2 separate regions of the Sus scrofa genome follow, and region 1 is linked to region 2. Evidence: chromatin contacts called from public HiChIP or PLAC-seq data. All regions are on one chromosome and are shown on one strand. Each heading gives the region's core, a stretch centred on a gene start, on an enhancer-like site or on the middle of the called end of the contact. The rest is flanking DNA. Distances are from core to core; before and after follow the strand shown. Region 1 overlaps MAN1A1 (mannosidase alpha class 1A member 1). Region 2 overlaps MAN1A1 (mannosidase alpha class 1A member 1).

Region 1 (2,700 bases), core at 201-2,700, 110 kb before region 2:
AGTTTATGGTTTGAATTCAAAAGAGCTAGCTACTGACTAAATGACAAAATAATTCTCAGAAGAACGTAAAACATTAAAGTTTGCTAAACACACCCACAGTGTCTAGTTTTTAAACAAAAATTACTAGGTATGCAAAGAAGCAGAAAATGTGATTCAGGAAGATGGACAGTTAAACAGAAACCGACTCCAAATGAGTCTAAATGCTGGATTTAGCAATGACTCCAAACCAACTATTTAAATACTTTTGGAGAAGTAAAGAAAAACTTGCCAAAGAAATGGGCATAAGAAACAGCAAACTTGAAACTGGTAATAAAAATGATCACATCTGAAGAACAGAAAGAGGATCATTTAAACACAATGAACAGTGTTTCAGAGCCTGAGGTCAAACAGAAGGGTAAATGAAATTCCAGAAAGAGAGAAAGAGAAAGAGGCAGAAAAATTACCTGAAGAAATAATGGTTGAAAACTTCCCAACTCTTTTGAAAAGCATAATTTTGCTAATCTAAAAACGTTCAGTAAACACAAGCAGGATAAATGCAAAGAAACCTATACTTGGCTGGGTAAGTTAGACTCAAACTTCTGATAATCAAAGATAATGAGAAAAATTTGAAAGCAGCCAGAAAATAAACAGCAAATTAGATACAGGGAAACAATGACAAGATAATGGCTGACTTATTATCAGAATCAATGGGGGTCAGAAGCTGAAGAAATGACATATTTGAAGTGTTGATAAAAGATCTGCATATTAAAAATTTGATAGCTGATGAAGCCTTCCTCCAAAGGTAAAAGGGAAACAGACATTTTCAGATAAACAAAACACTGAGATTATCTGTTGCCAGTAGCAAACAAATCCAAACAAAAAACTCCCCCCACCTCCCCATGAAAAAAACCCCAATACTCAGTGAACAAGATAGGCCAACTATACTATGCCATGTTATTAATTTTTATTAATTTTTTGGCTGTGCCTATGGCATGAAGAAGTTCCTAGGCTAGGGATCAAACCCATGTCACAGCAGTGACCCGTGCAATAGAAGTGGCAATGCCAGATCTTAACTGTTAGGCCACCAGGGAACTTCACTATGCCATTTTATATAAGGGACCTGAGCACCCTCAGATTTCTGTGTCTGAGGGGGTTCCTGAAACATATCCCCCTCAGATACCAAGAGCTGACTGCATAGCATTGTAAAGTTCCTATATTATACCTGAATAGAATAAGTCTAAGTAGTCTGCAATCCTAAGAGAAACTACATATTATATCTAGACACCTAGGTTATATAAAATAATATATAAAGTACACATTCATATAATAATACAGGAAGGAGAAAAAGAGGAACAGAAGACAGTATGATCTTCATTGGTATAGCAGTTCCTCTGTCCCCACGTCACACAAGGGTGAAGAACAGTGACCTGGGTGGATGCTGCTCATGTGGTTGGTTTGTATCACTATCAAGGAAACCTTTGTCTTTTAAAAGAGCTGTTAATTAACTTGCCCAACTCTTGCTTCGGGAGGGGCCATTATTATCTTGGACAGCACAAAACCACAAAACTGTACAGAACAGAACTGATCACTTGTCTGACTGGTCCGACTCAACAATTCCATGCCTGGTTATTTACCCTAAGAGAACTAAATACACAATGTGTCCACATAAAGACTTGAGCTTTCATAAACAGCTTCATCTAATGATCACCAAATATTGGGAATAATACAACTCTCCATAAACAGGAGAATGGATAAACCATATACTCATAAAAGAAAATACTACTTAACAATAAGAAGGAATGAACAGAATAAATGAATGAACCTCAAACACTCTGCTGTGTGAAAGAAAGGAAACAGAAAAGAGCATTTACTCTATGAGTTCCTTTGCATAAAATTCTAGAAAAAGCAAATGTCATCTATAGGGATAGCAACTTATTAGCGGTTGTTGGGGGCAGAGGCGGGGAGTGGTGATTGCAAATGTCACAAGAAAAGTTTTGTGGGTGATGAAATGCTGTAACCTTGATTGTGGTGGTTACAAAATACATACATTTGTCAAGATTTGTTGAAATTTACACTTAAAGTGGGCACATTTTTGACTTTAAATTATATCTCAAAGAAGATGAAAAGCAAAAAAAATAATGGGAAAAAGCACATGATTTCATTGTTGTCTCTTTGAAAATGAGAATTGAACACCATATAAAGTGTTTATTTACACTATTCAGTTTTTTCCAATTAATACAGTTTCTTTTATAGTAATAAAAAAGTAACTATATAACTTTATTAAAAATAAGACTCAAAGATTATTTTATTTATTAAAATTATTTAAAAATTCACTATCTAGAGAAAAGCACACCTGAGAGTATTTCATTGCTCCTACACTAATGCTTAGAAAACTGACAATTTCCTAAATATGCAAAAATACTTATTGGAGTGAGAGAGGACATGAGAAAAAAATACTTGATTTTCTAGCTCTTAGATTAACATATTCAACTGAAAGTTAAACAATGTTAGAATCTTAAACTTACTAGACTTGTTAAAGTGACATGGTTCAGAGAAACCCTTGTAATAAAGCTTTGTGGTAATTACTTATTGATTGTTCACCAGCATATTTATTCCTTGATAACTTAATTGAAGAAAGTTTTACCTTTAGTTCAGGGGCAAAGAATCTGATTAACTTCATTCTAACCCTAGTGGTATTTCATGTGCTTACAATGAATGCAA
Region 2 (2,700 bases), core at 95-2,594:
TTTTGAGCTTCAACTACGATCTTAAAATATTAGGAAGTCATCCTGATGAATCCTAAAAGAGAAGATCCCTCCCTCTTTTTCCAGACTCCTTGAGAGGCCAACGCCTTCCTCAAATATCTGATGCAAAAACTCAAAGATAGCAAGGGAAGATGAGCCGATGGAAGCTGGCTGGCTGGGTCTTAGCTGAGGTGTTTGGTAGGCACTCCCATTAACAAGGAGCACTTTTTATCCTAGGAGTCAAACTCAAGGAAGTTCATTTTGTTGTTGTTTTTTAATAAAGTCCTGTCTATTGCTTTTCAGGACTCTGCCTCTTTCAGAAGCTCATGTCCCTCCAGCCAGCTTCTTAGCTCCATCTGGTCTGACACTGCACTTATTAGGTCTCCAAGCTTTGCCTTTGTCCCAATTCTGCTCCTTTAAAAATTTCCTCATTCTATACAATTCACCATGAGGAAATCCAACTAGTCAACCAACACAGGAGAAAATGCTGCTCAAAGGTAAATTAAATATAGATATTGTTTCATCATCCATGAAACTTACAGAGTCAAGACTAGGTTCATTATATTATAGGTAGAAGTATACATTGTTTCTGGAAAGTCATCCTTCAAAATGTACTAGATCCTCTGACCCATTCATTTCCCCTATGAGGAAATTTAAGGGGAAATCCTATTTATGAGGGTTGGGAGCAATGAAAAATGAGCTGGACTCTTAATGGGCAAAGGTGTCTATCTCAGCACTTTTAAATGAAAACCAAAAAAAAAAAAAAAAAAAAGCTGGAAATAATCTAAATGTTCAGGTTCAAGAGGATGATTAAATAAATGACAATGTTTCTATTTCATATATTATGCTATCATAAAATGATACTTTAAAAGAAAATGAACAAACATATATATAGTGTGTGGTTATAGCTGTGGGAAAAAAATAACTATGTGTTGGGGTAGGAAGTCATGTTGACACTGCTTATGACTGAGTGACAGAACTGCGAAGGATTTTTTTTTTTCTTTTTTCTACTCCTGTGTACTTTGAAAATATTCTTTCCTAAGCAAGCATTACTTTTTAATGAAATAACACTAGAAATACCTGCTTCTTTTACAAACATGTTCTTATCTTCACTAAGACAAATCTCAAAGTATAATTTCTACTGGGTAACCTTAGTGATATTGTTTTAATAGCAGCCTTTAAGAAGCAATGTATCAACAACAAGAACAACAACAACAAAAAACGGAGGCACCGATAGTGAAATTTCAGGCTGTCGGATGAGACTTTGAGACTAGGTACACCCCCTGGGCTGCCTTAATCAGGCCACAGGTCCGTCCTTTGGCCTTGTGCCCTGACAGACAGACATATAGTGAAGAAACACAACCTTTCAATAGTTGCAGCACATACTCTTGCAAAAGAGGAACAAGAGTCAGACAGTCATGTCCCAAACATCAGCTTGGGGAAGCTGCATGTGGCCATGGGGGCCAGGAGCCCTGGCCTCCTATCTCTGGACCTTCTTGTCCCTTAAAAGAATCAAGTGCTCTTCATAGGACTTTGAGAAGAACTTTCTATGAAGAAGGATTTGGCAGATAGAAAGCGTCCAGCGATGGCTTGTGGTCTTTGGATGGCCTGAATTCATGTTTCAACCACAGCCATTCACAGGCCCGTGCACATCTCTATCACCATAGCTTTTCTCATCAACTCCTGGGCAAGCCAAACAAGTGTTCCCACCAGCACTGCAGCAAAAGCTGTTTTCATGTATAGTGTGCTGTTATTACTAAACCACCCCTGCAGAACTCAGCATCCTTCATCAGGTTTTCATCCCCTCTCTCCCAGGCCTCCTCTCATACTAAGCACCCTAAGGACTGAAGACAGCACACTCTAATGGGGGACCCACATATAAACACATGAAAAAGTGCAAATCAAAGTTAATGTGGCCTGAGTGCCACCGTGTCAACGGAGTGACCGGAAAGTAGGGGAGCAAATGAGGGGCCAGGCCTTTGATAAGCTTAAGAGCAAGGGAGACAAAGGGACTGACAGAAAAAAGGAAGGGAGGGAGGCATTTTAGTCATAAAAGTCAAGTAAATCCAAAGGCTACATGGGCTTTTTAATTTCATTATCTCTGTTCTGGATTATCTGCAGGTCTGCTGGGCTCAAATATACCTAAAGCAACTGCCAGAGTATTCATGACAGAAATGAAGGCTGCTGACTTTTAAATGCTCTTAGGCCTTAATCTCATTTGCTTTTCTTTCAAGTACCTAATGATCACAGAAGTCTTTATCAGGACTCCGTGGGGGTGGGTCTGTGCTGCCTAGATCTTCAGAGCAACAGAATTGGCTGGGATTGCTTTCTCAGGCTACACCCTACCCAAGCAAAGACAGTCCATCTCCCTCTAGGATGGTCTCAGTGGGGCTTCTTGCTGGCCTGCTATTCAGGGCTGAGGAGGAGGGAGCACCAGGCCAGCCGGCCTCCAAAGCCTTTGTTCTTCTTAGAGTCAAGATAACATGGGCAGAGCGGGCCTGAGGGCTAAGAGGTTTCCAGCTCCAGTTAGTGCACTGGGGGGAATCGCAGGAGGTCACAGCTCACAGGGCCCCATTCCTCCTCTGTAAAATGAGTACTGGCCTTCGGAACCCCTGAGGTCCTTAGAAGCCTAATGCTCCAATAAATCTACATTCAAAGCTCTCAAGAAAGGCCAAAATCTGTGTTACAGAGCACAACTAATTA

The links. HiChIP or PLAC-seq counts read pairs in DNA pulled down with a chosen protein or histone mark.
Region 1: an H3K27ac HiChIP or PLAC-seq map of alveolar macrophages shows a contact between it and region 2. The contact joins two enhancer-like sites.

Annotation. Positions count from the first base shown.
Region 1 is chr1:42,846,536-42,849,235 of Sscrofa11.1, reverse strand. The region is part of intron 5 of MAN1A1 (mannosidase alpha class 1A member 1); the gene reads right to left. Among named protein-coding and RNA genes, the nearest start is that of MAN1A1, 120 kb to the right of the region's middle. Within about 2 kb of position 1,450, at least 5 of the 83 cell types and tissues checked have an H3K27ac peak or open chromatin away from gene starts, as enhancers often do. A contact at or near this core is called in alveolar macrophages, where this site is marked.
Region 2 is chr1:42,737,760-42,740,459 of Sscrofa11.1, reverse strand. The region is part of intron 1 of MAN1A1 (mannosidase alpha class 1A member 1); the gene reads right to left. Among named protein-coding and RNA genes, the nearest start is that of MAN1A1, 8.9 kb to the right of the region's middle. Within about 2 kb of position 1,344, at least 12 of the 83 cell types and tissues checked have an H3K27ac peak or open chromatin away from gene starts, as enhancers often do. A contact at or near this core is called in alveolar macrophages, where this site is marked.